Regions from separate parts of the Sus scrofa genome. Here region 2 is linked to region 1. The links are chromatin contacts, called in public Hi-C maps. All regions are on one chromosome and are shown on one strand. Each heading gives the region's core, a stretch centred on a gene start, on an enhancer-like site or on the middle of the called end of the contact. The rest is flanking DNA. Distances are from core to core; before and after follow the strand shown. Region 1 holds the start of MED11 (mediator complex subunit 11). Region 2 holds the start of DVL2 (segment polarity protein dishevelled homolog DVL-2).

The links. A called contact is a pair of places that touch in the nucleus more often than the background predicts.
Region 2: a Hi-C map of liver shows a contact between it and region 1, with 2.4 times the contacts expected there. The contact joins the promoter of DVL2 here to the promoter of MED11 in region 1. A contact is called at or near these places in 2 of 47 Hi-C or Micro-C datasets (liver and skeletal muscle) and 1 of 2 datasets of contacts at active chromatin or transcription factors (alveolar macrophages).

The regions. Positions count from the first base shown.
Region 1 is chr12:52,149,955-52,155,880 of Sscrofa11.1, reverse strand. MED11 (mediator complex subunit 11) reads left to right here and starts at 3,678. Exons shown (of 3, transcript NM_001244823.1): 1 at 3,678-3,821; 2 at 4,007-4,137; 3 at 4,821-5,343. The coding sequence starts at 3,737. The coding sequence ends at 4,958. It overlaps CXCL16 (C-X-C motif chemokine ligand 16), which reads right to left. Exons shown (of 5, transcript NM_213811.1): 5 at 5,861-5,922. The coding sequence ends at 5,876.
Region 2 is chr12:52,588,467-52,593,778 of Sscrofa11.1, reverse strand. It overlaps DVL2 (segment polarity protein dishevelled homolog DVL-2), which reads left to right and starts at 3,513. Exons shown (of 16, transcript XM_003354942.4): 1 at 3,513-3,973. The coding sequence starts at 3,780. PHF23 (PHD finger protein 23) reads left to right here. Exons shown (of 5, transcript NM_001244314.1): 2 at 364-395; 3 at 574-666; 4 at 1,242-2,079; 5 at 2,182-2,978. The coding sequence ends at 2,396.

The DNA of each region.
Region 1 (5,926 bases), core at 2,429-4,928:
TCCCAGGCTAAGGGTCCAATCAGAGCCGTAGCTGCTGGCCTACGCCACAGCCACAGCAACACCAGATCCAAGCTGCATCTTCGACCTATACCACAGCTCACGGCAACGCCAGATCCTTAATCCACTGAGCGAGGCCGGGGATGGAATCCACATCCTCCTGGAGGCTAGTCGGGCTAACCGCTGAGCCATGACGGGAACTCCCCACAACCCAGATTTGACACTGCAGGTGGCAATGCCGCGAGCAGCATTTCTCACCGTTCACTGTGCGTACAGATCGCCTGGGGATCTTCAAACTCAGAGACTGACTCAGTGGCTCTGTGGTGGGGCCTGAGATTCTGCATTTCTAACAAGCCTCTAGGTAATGCCAGTGCTGCCGGTGGGCAGACCATACTTTTGCGCATAAGACCCTAAAGGATGGCAGAGCTGCACTGCAAGCCTTGGTCTGTGTGTGATCTGTGCAGCACACTGGACCTGCGAAAAAAAATTAAGTTCTATTGTGTCGGGTCACTGCACTGCAGGCCTTCGCCCCAGCACAGCTGGAGTAGAGAATGCCAGACTGGAAATCACTTTTCCCCAACACAGACAGACACCGCTGCACTGTCTTCCGGGGTGGAGAGGTACTATTCAGAGGCCCAGCACCATTGTGGTGGCTGACCTGTAGCATGTGGTTTTGTTTTCTCTCTGGACGCTTCTGAAAGACCTTTTTCTTTAAGCCTAGGGCTCTGATATTTCATGATGGGCCTTGATGCTGGCCACTTAATGGGCCCTTTTCATCTGGAAGCACGAGTCCTTTCTTCTCCTTTCTCGGTTCTCTTCTTAGAGAATTTAAGCCCCTGGACTGATTCTCTAATTTTCTCACCTCCTCTTTCCTATATGTCTTATCTCTTTTCTTTTGCTTTACTTGCTGGGAGCGTGCTCCAATTTCTCTTTCAACCCTTTTACTCAATTTTTCATTCCTTCCCTCATGTTTGTTTGTTTGTTTTCTCTTTCTTTGTAGGGCCGCACCTGCAGCATATGGAAGTTCCCAGGCTGGGGGTCAAATCGAAGTTGCAGCTGCCGGCCTACACGAGAGCCACAGCAACACCAGATCTGAGCCACATCTTTGACCTGCACCACAGCTTGTGGCAATGCCAGATCCTACCCCTGTGAGCAAGGTCAGGGATCAAACCAGCATCGAACCCGATACTAGTCGGGTTCTTCACCCACTGAGGCACAACGGGGACTCCCCTCATGGTTTTAAGTGTGGTTTGCTGTTGTTCTCTCCTTTTTCAACCACACCCTCGGCCTATGGAAATTCCTGGGCCAGGGAATGAAATCAAGCTCTAGCTTCAACAAACCTGGGCCACAGCCGCAGTAATGCCAGATCCTTAACCCAATGCACTGGGCAGGGAATCGAACCGGCACCTCCACAGAGACAAGCCAGATCATTAACCCGCTATACCACAGTGGGAACTCCTCAAGTGTGTTTTTCTTTTTTTTTTAATTCAAGCCTTTATTATAGTACCTGTTATCTAAGAGTGTCAATGCCCCCCCCCCAAGCTTTTCTTAGGCAAGAAATAGATTTATCAAGGTAGAATGTTTATGACAGATGCAAGCGGGCAGGCAAGGAGGCTCTGCTCCTTCCCTTAAGTTTTGTTTTGTTTTATTTTTGTTTTTGTCTTTTCTAGGGCCGCACTCGCGGCATATGGAGGTTCCCAAGCTAGGGGTCGAATCGGACCTGTAGCCACCGGCCTACACCAGAGCCATAGCAACGCAGGATTCATGCCACATCAGTGACCTACACCACAGCTCACGGCAACGCCGGATCCTTAACCCACAGAGCAAGGCCAGGGATCGAACCCGCAACCTCATGGTTCCTAGTCAGATTCATTAACCACCGAGCCATGACAGGAACTCCCCTTAAGTTTTAATCTATATTATTTAAGGGGTTATTTGCTGTTGTTGTTTCTTCCTGTTTATTTTGGCCTCTGCCTTTCATGTTAGAAAGTTTCATCAAATCCTTTGTCTTATGTCTGCTCATTTTTAAGGGTGAGGGGCTAAGAGGGTGATTAGATCTATGGACACAGTTGGGACTTATCAACTATAGGTTTCACTATGGGGCAAACCGGCTAACTGCCTGGAGAACCGCTGACGTTACGCTTGGGTCTTTTCTCTGAATAGTCAAATTCTCCCGATGAGAGTCTTCTAGTCTCTTACATAGAAGGTATAAGTCTGGTTTCCAGAGTTCTAGAAACTACCACTAGTTAAACTTTCACTTAATCTCTGTTTTCAACACACTCGGGCCCAGGTGCCCTCCATGCCAAAGACTCTCTGTCTTCCAACTCCAACAAAGAAACTTCCAGCAATCTGATGAGTAGTGTCCAAGATATATGAAGTAAAGGAGGGGATGGGGGGGGGCGTCTAACTACTTCAAATTATCCTCCTAATTTTAATACTACCTACAGCCCAGATATACTGCTGTGTGCCACCGATTTAAGGGTACATCAGGCTGGTTCTAAGCTTTCTTCACTGCTGGCTTAGTTACCACTTCACTGCCAAGTCAGTTACCATGTACCCTTCTGCCTTCCGATTTCTATCTAAAGCTTTGCTATTAACTCCTCTCTCTTTCTCCTGGACCCCTTTATAAAATCCCCTTATTGCTATTTTATTAGGATTTAAGAAAGAAGTGAAGTTTAACTGAAAGTCTCCCATTCGTTTGCTCACCCTGTGCAAACTGGCTTCATTCTCAATTTTCCATAAACTTTCGAGATTGATCTTTCTTAAAAGGTAAAGCTGGTCAGAGCACCCTTCTTGAAAATCCTTCAAAGGCTCCAAATGCCTTCAAAATAAAGTCAGGATTCCTTAGCCTGCAAGCTGTTTCCCGATGTGGCTCCCCAGCCCAGTCTCCCCATCACACCTCCCCACCACCACACTCATTCACCCTAAACTGAACGCCCTACTTAATGTTCCAGCCCCCTTCACAGCACCTCGCGCTTGCCTGGGCTTTTCCGTCATCCACTTCAACCTCTCACGCACCGGTTAAGCCTTAAGACTCCGTAAAAGCAGCATTTCCTTCCAGAATCCTTTCTCTGTATTCCTAGAGATACACCCTTGGGCGTATCTCTAATAAAACACCTATCCCACTGTCACGTTAAGCGTCCACCTCATTCAGCTCTGTAGCCAGGGTCAACCCCATAATAGGCAGAGAGGGAAAATGGACCAACTTTTCTCAGAATATACTGACAGTCTGTTTCAGCTGGGCTCCAGAAGTGGGGGAAGCGCTAGGGCGAATAAGGACCACTCACCAAGTTCAGTTTTCCCCAGGTCCCGATAGGTGGCGGAGTGGGATAGGCAGACAGAGGGTCCACGGCTGCGCAGTCTGGAATACCCCAGAGCTCCCACCCTCATCACCTACCACCCAGAAGACGCTCAGTAAATTCTTGTAGAAGAAATTAAACACAGACCACAAGGCAGTGTGAAAGTGGACAGCTTCGAATGGCCTCAGGCTGGGGAATATCTCGATTCTGCCTCTTACCACAGGTGGTTAAGCGATGCGGGGGCAGACCTGACCACGCGCAGGAGCCCCTGGGAGTTGTAGTTCGCCAGAAGAACGGAGAAGGCCGAGACCGCGCTGAGCATCCTGGGAGCTGTAGTGTTAGCGAACGAGCACCTTCCGCGCAAGCGCAAACCGACAGCCACTTCCGGACACTTTTCCGTCGCATTTTGGAAAAGGAGAAAGTCCTGTCCCAGAGTGACAATGGCTACCTACAGCCTGGCGAACGAGCGGTTACGCGCCCTAGAAGACATCGAACGGGAAATTGGAGCCATTCTTCAGAATGCAGGTTCGAGATACGACGACCGGAGGGGGAGCGGGAGCGAGAACAACTGTGTGCACATGCGCCGACCGGAGACTGGGAGCCGGGTTGGGAGGGATCCTAAGCGCGCGCGGAGCGAGCAGGAGTAGGTGGGGCTGCCCCTGGGGCGGGGCTGTACTATCCCCGCCCTAGGTCTCTCTCCAATCCCACAGGTACCGTGATCTTAGAACTGTCCAAGGAAAAAACCAATGAGCGGCTACTAGACCGACAGGCAGCGGCCTTTACGGCGTCGGTGCAGCACGTGGAGGCGGAGCTGTCGGCTCAGATCCGCTATCTCACGCAGGTGTGTGTGTGGTGGGACGTGCTCCGTGGCCCTCCCTCCCCCCAGCTCTCTGTTTTAGCCTTTACCCTTCTGAGGTTCCCGGCCTAGCTTTGTCTTCGGAAATCAGGCAAGACCCGCCTTACCTAGCAGACCGGAAGACCTTGGCAGGGCCCCTCCCTTCCAGCGCCTGCCTTTTCCTCTAAAAGGAAAGGATTAAAGGCGGACCCTGCCTGCGTCACGGAGTTGCATCACTTGAGCCATTGGATGGAAAAGCCCTGGGAGGGGGCGAGTAAACCGTGTCAAAGCCACAGGATTTTCCCTTCGAAACTTGATCAAGGGTATGGGGTCCCAGATGGCTACCGCCTGAGCAGAGGAACAGGATTGAAAGAGTCTGACATCAATATAGCAGCACCCACTATTTACTAAACTTTTACAATGTGCCAAACACTCTGCATTATCGAGTCCTATAACTCTAACTACTTAACTATTTGACTTCCCCTAACTCTAGGGGAAGTAGTTATGGTCATCCCCATTTTACAAATGAGGCTAAGCGAAGTTCAGTGATGCCCCCCAGGTAATCCAGTTACCATATGGCATAGCAAATTCAAACTCTGGGAAAAAATGAGACCTGATGCACCTGATGCCTGATTGTGGAGATGGGAAAGAGAAGGGGTGCTTCATTGATCAATCTGAATGTCCTGTAGGTGGCCACAGGGCAGCCCCATGAGGGCTCCAGTTACTCTTCAAGGAAGGACTGTCAGATGGCCCTGAAGCGAGTGGACTATGCTCGTCTCAAGCTCAATGAGGTGGCCCGAACCTGTGAGCAGATGCTGGAAAACTAGGCTGGGCAGGTGAAAAGCTTGGAGGGAGAGCTCCACTTGCAACCCGACACAGAACCTGGAGGATGGAAGCAGGGCTGCCCTGAATATGCCCAGCTGGTCAGAGGCTAGGAGGACAAGGGGAGCAAAAGGTGGGAATGGAGAAACTTAAAGACCAAGCCCACCCACGGCTGTGCCTTCGCTACTCCAGCAGGGTGCCCCTGCCGGGCACTTCACCAGGCGCTGACAAGCTCAGACAGGAGATGGAGAATCAGACACTGAACCCACTTCCTCATGTCCCTGCCCCAGGCTCCCCACAGACTTGGGCCAATGAAGACACATTCTTCTTCATTGGAAGAGACAAAAGGAGAACTAGGAGTTTTGATAATAAAAACAATAACATTAAAAACAAGGAGCTCGGACTCTCACTGGGGCATATACGGGTGATGAAAGAGGTTGAGGAAGTAAAACCAGGCTGTGTGGCAGCTGCTGAGGAGGGAGGGTGGGAGAGCCTCCCCTCACTGTGGGCTTGGGGGGAACACTGATGGGGTGCAAAGAGAGGCTTGAGACAAGGATGGGGGTGGAGTTGGGCGGCCATCAGTAAAGAAGCTGAAGCCAGGAATCATGGTAAGGGGGGCAAGGGTATAGGGCCAGGGTTTGCAGAAAGAAGAGGCAATAATTATAAAAATAAGTTTTAGTCATTAAAAAATATATAGAATTAGTATAAGATCTCCTGTATAAAAGGCAATTTTTACATTATAGCACAAAACACCAAACACACAGAGGAAAGATCTAAGAGAGGGCAGTGGCTGTTATTTGTGTATTGAATACTGACAGATACGTAGAGTGTCCCAACCATGTACCAGTGATTGTTCTAATGTAGTAAATGCACTTGATAGTAACTAAATCACATTATACCCTCACAAGCTTTCATCCTTAGCTCAGGTGTTGATATTTGATGCCACAGGAACATAATGAAGCTGAGGATCTAA
Region 2 (5,312 bases), core at 2,264-4,763, 440 kb before region 1:
TGTGAAGGACAGGGGCAGGCGGCAGCCTGGGTAGGTCCGGGGAGCGGTATGGCGGGGTGGGGCGCCGAGAGAGCCGCGGAGCCCGGAGTCTAGAGAAACCGTGAGTTGGGGGGGGCGGGGCGCCAGGCCTCGGGTGGGGGGAAGGGGAGCGCTATAGGGAGGCCCGAGAGGGCGCCGCGCCCAGGCTCCGCCCCTCGCGGGGCGGAAGGGGGGCAGGGGCGGGTCCCGCACAGCTGGGGGCCTGCTCGCCTCGCCGAGGGACCTGGAGGGGAGGGGGTTCACTTGAGGCCTCCAAGATCGAGAGGTGAGGTTTTCCACCGCCTCTTTGCCAGGGCCTTGACTCAGCTTTTATTGCTTTCACAGATCCACCTCCGACCCTTAAGCCGGAGACTCAGGTGAGGTTCACAGTTCCCTTGCAGCCCAGCATTTCTGCAGGACCCCTGCCCCTCTCCGCTCCCTGCCCCTCCTCGCTCCCTCTCCCGCCTCCCTTTTCCAGATTCCTCGCTCCAGGGACTATGCCTTCGGGAATGCCCTCGCTTAAACTCCAGGTGATACCTCTTTCCTTCCTTTCAGCCACCAGAGAAACGTCGGAGAACAATTGAGGATTTCAACAAATTCTGCAGTTTTGTCTTGGCTTATGCTGGTTACATCCCCCCAAGCAAAGAGGTAGGGTCAAGAGGACAACTGACTGGAGGGTGGTGTCCTAGGGCTGTAGATGGGCTGTTGAGCATGGGAGACTGCTACTTATTATATGCAAGACTAGGGAAAGGGAAATGCAGGGTGCGACTACCAGTATTTGGAGTGCTACCAGTATTTGGAGTGCGGGTGGGACTCACAGAGACGCGGCTTGCGCACGGTGAATGGTCTTGGGGTGCTCTTAACGGTGAATGGTCTTGGGGTGCTCTTAATGGAGGGTGCTTTTGGCACATTTTAGCAAGCTGAAAACGGTAACAAATGAGACTACGCAGAACGAGCTAAAGAAATTTCACTCTGCTCTGGGGTATCCAGTGCTGTGAAGGCAGTGGGCATTGGGGAGGCGGCTGGAATTTGAGGTCAGAGGTAACATGGAAGAGTGTTCAGGATGAGATGCTTAAGGTAGCTGGGGTGGGGGGGGGATACGTTTTCTGAGTACGGCAGATGAGGCGGTTTGGGGAGGATATTTTGGTTTTTCAGCTGGGTTGGTAGTGGGGCTGAGACGGCACTGGGCCGCCCGCTGACCCTGGTCTCTTCTCCTCTTCAAGGAAAGCGACTGGCCAGCCTCTGGCTCCAGCTCTCCATTGCGAGGCGAGAGTGCGGCAGACAGCGATGGCTGGGACTCAGCTCCCTCAGATCTCAGAACCATCCAGACCTTTGTTAAGAAAGCAAAGTCATCCAAGAGAAGGGCGGCTCAAGCAGGTCCCACCCAGACCGGACCCCCAAGGTCCGCTTTCCCTCGTCTGCAGGCCCCTGACAGTGCCACCCTGCTTGAGAAGATGAAACTCAAGGATTCGCTCTTTGATCTAGATGGGCCCAAAATGGCATCTCCACTGTCCCCCACATCCCTGACACATGCCCCTCGGCCCCCTGCTGCTCTCACCCCGGTGCCCCTTTCCCAGGGGGACCTCTCCCAGCCTTCTCGAAAGAAGGACCGAAAGAACCGAAAGTTGGGGCCAGGAGGCGGGGCGGGCTTTGGGGTGCTTCGGAGGCCTCGGCCAGCCCCTGGGGATGGGGAGAAGAGGTCTCGAATCAAGAAGAGCAAGAAGCGGAAGTTGAAAAAGGCAGAGCGGGGAGATAGACTCCCACCTCCTGGGCCTCCCCGGGCACCTCCCAGTGATACAGACTCTGAAGAGGAGGAGGAAGAGGAGGAGGAGGAGGAGGAGGAAGAGATGGGAGCAATGGTAGTGGGGGAAGCCCCAGCCCCTGTGCTGCCAGCACCTCCTGAGGCTCCTAGGCCCCCTGCGCCAGTGCACCCGGAAGGAGCCCCTCCCGCTGACAGTGAAAGCAAGGAGGTGGGCAGCACTGAGACAAGCCAAGATGGAGATGCCAGCTCCAGCGAAGGCGAGATGCGGGTCATGGATGAGGACATCATGGTAGAATCAGGTGAGAAGTGGGGGGCCACCTCAGCAGCGCTATCGATGGGTTTGGGGGTGTTGTGGATCCCAGAGCCCAGGCAGAATACCAAACAAATCTTCTTTTCCCCAGGTGATGACTCATGGGATCTGATTACGTGTTACTGCCGAAAGCCCTTTGCGGGCCGGCCCATGATTGAGTGCAGCCTGTGTGGGACGTGGATCCACCTCTCCTGTGCGAAGATTAAGAAGACCAATGTCCCTGACTTCTTTTATTGCCAGAAATGCAAGGAACTGCGGCCAGAGGCCCGGCGGTTAGGGGGGCCTCCGAAGTCTGGAGAGCCCTGACATTTGCCATGTCTAGGCTGGAACTTCAAATGGCAACATGACTGGGAAACTGAGCCTCAGGGTCCTTGAGATATCCCCTGGAGCTTGGATGTCCCATTTCAAAGCCGAAATTTCCAAGGGAGACTGGTTTGGAAATGAGTCATGTTCCTGTCCTACCCTTCCTTCCCACGTTGTGGACTTGAACTTAGACCCATTGCAGTTGGTGGGAAGCTGGCTGGGTCCCTAGACACTTAAGTTCTGTCCCTTGGACCTGCCTGTGACCGATCACTTTCTGGGCAGGGTTGGAATTGGGATGGAATGGGACAGTTGTCTATAAAACTCTAGTGTAAATACAGCATTCCCCTCCCTCATCTTTCTCACTCCCCATTTATTCTACACCGGTTGTGTTTTTAATTTTGGACTTCCCCTTTTGAGCATGGAAGCTCAGAGGTGGGGTACCAGCCAGAGCTTGGCCGAGTGAGGAAGGAAAACAGGTGACGATTCTCTAACTCACCTTTTTTGTTTTTCATAATATCGGCCAGCTGTTTGTACAGACAGCCTGTGAGTTGTAAATAAAGCAGAGTGGGCTCTTTTGTGTTCATAGCCCTCGCTGACTGTCCTGCATGGGAGGGCGGCTTTGGAAAAGCTGGCTGGAGATGGGGCAGGCACCCACTTCTCTTTAAAAGTTCAAACTGAAAATGATCTGGCTCTACCCCTTCCCCCCCAACCCTACGGCCCCAGTTGGCTTTGCCCCATCTCACCCTTAGTGTAGGACCTTAGTGTAGGACACACACTTCCCACCGCCGCTTCCCACCCCATCCCCACTCTCATTTCCCAGGCGCACGCTCCCGCGGATGAGAGTTGCTTGGAGCGACCCCCGTCAGTGGACTAAAGCGGAATCAGTTGCCTGCCACCTGAGGGTGGAGGCCAGCAGAGCCAGGATAGCCAGGACGCGGGTGGGGACACCTTTGGGGGCAGGGTTGTGAGACGGTTGCTGAAGGCAGCAATCATGTGGCGGAGGCGCTGGGCAGTGTCTATGGTCACGTGATCCGGACAGAGTCACATGACGGGGGCGTTACGGGGAGCGGGGCGGGCCGGCCCGCGTCACGTGACATGGGGAGAGGTGGGCGGGGCGCTGGAGGGCGCTCGCGACATCGGCGGCGGTGGCGCGCGGCGGCGGCGGCGGTGGCCGCCGAGTCCGGGGCTTTGGGTCGCGTCCCACGGCCCGGCCCCCTCCCACCGCCGCCACCTCGCTGACCAGTGCCGCCTTCCCTTTTGCACCTTACTTGCGCCCAGGCGGTCCTGTCCTCGCTTGCGCGTCGCTTCGCAGGAGTGCGCAGGCGCGGCGGGGGCGCTCAGCCCCGTTGGGTGGGCGGCAGAGCCCGGGAGCGCGCGGGCGAGACCATGGCGGGCAGCGGAGCGGGGGGCGGTGGTGTCGGGGAGACGAAGGTGATTTACCACCTGGATGAAGAAGAAACTCCCTATCTGGTGAAGATCCCTGTCCCCGCCGAGCGCATAACCCTCGGCGATTTCAAGAGCGTCTTGCAGCGGCCCGCGGGCGCAAAGTACTTTTTTAAGTCTATGGATCAGGATTTCGGGTGAGCGCGAGGCCTAGACTAGGATCGATGGGGGCTGTGCTATTGTGGATTGGGCACTACCGAGGGTCACCGGTCTGTTCTGGGACATACAGCGATTTTCTGGGCTGTAGTGGAGCAGATTTTACTAGGCTGGTGTAGATTGGCCATCCCAGGACGGACAAGGTTATGCCTGGCCAGGTTGAGGCGCAAGAATCTGTAGGAGGACAGACTGCGCTCTATTAGACAAGATTAAAAGCGATTAGGCTATACTGGCATACAGTAGGGCGCACTGGTTTAATTTTGGATGTTCTGGACTGTGCTGAGCTGGATCGATCTTTCCTTGGTAGTCCAGTACATTGTGAGCAGTGCTGAGGCACAAAGGCTATGGTGGGGGTGTTGTGGAATCTGCCGGTGTAGATTGGGCTATAAAGGAGCGACTGAGGTGTTCTGTCCTATTACTAAGGCAGACAGGATTGTTTGGGGACGTTCTAGTCTGTGCTAATGCAGAGTGCTGTGTCCGGATGCAGTTATGATCTCTGCTGGGTTCTATTGATTGATCTTAGTTTCTTTGCGGCCTGGTTTTTATTGGGACACTCAAAACAGGGGCAGACAGGGCTGACCGGGTTTATGTTAGTACATAACATAGCGCAGACAGCTATATTGGGATATTCTGGTCTATATTGGTGCAGACAGCTGCATGTGGGGACATGCTAGGCTGCGCTAGAACAGATTGGGCTATCCTGAGGAAATTTGGGATAGTCTGGGCTGGACTGGGACTGTAAATAATGCAGAGTGAGCCCTTTGTGTGTATGTACTTTGAGATTGTGCCCTCTTGGTCCTCAATCTCAGCTCTTAAAGGGATACTGGATTAAGCTGGGATACCCTGGGTTCTAGGAAAGCTGAGCGGACTGAGCTTGTCCTGGAAAGGTCGTTGGGTGTTAGGAAGGTGGTACTGCCTTGGAAGTTACCTTGGGTTTAAATCAAGGTTCTTTTTTTTATTCGTCAACACTGTAGCCTTGGGCAGTTTATTTAACTTTTGATCTTTGGTTGCATCTTTGAAATGGAGTCGGCTAGAGTAAAACGTTTACTATAGATGTATGGGGAAGGGGATGTTTTTGGTAAGCGGTCGTCATCGTTATTAGTATCAAATCTAATTCTTAAACCAGGCTGCGATGATGCAGAACAGAATCACTTGGCAGGCTGGTCTCTGTTGAGGCTGGATTGTGTCATGAATACACCCTTACGCTGAGGCAGATCGCTGATGACTGGACTGTGCTGTCACGCTGATAGTAAATGGGATTAAAATGACAGCGATCTCAGCTCTTAGAACCACATTAGGCTAAAGGGTTCATCAGACTTA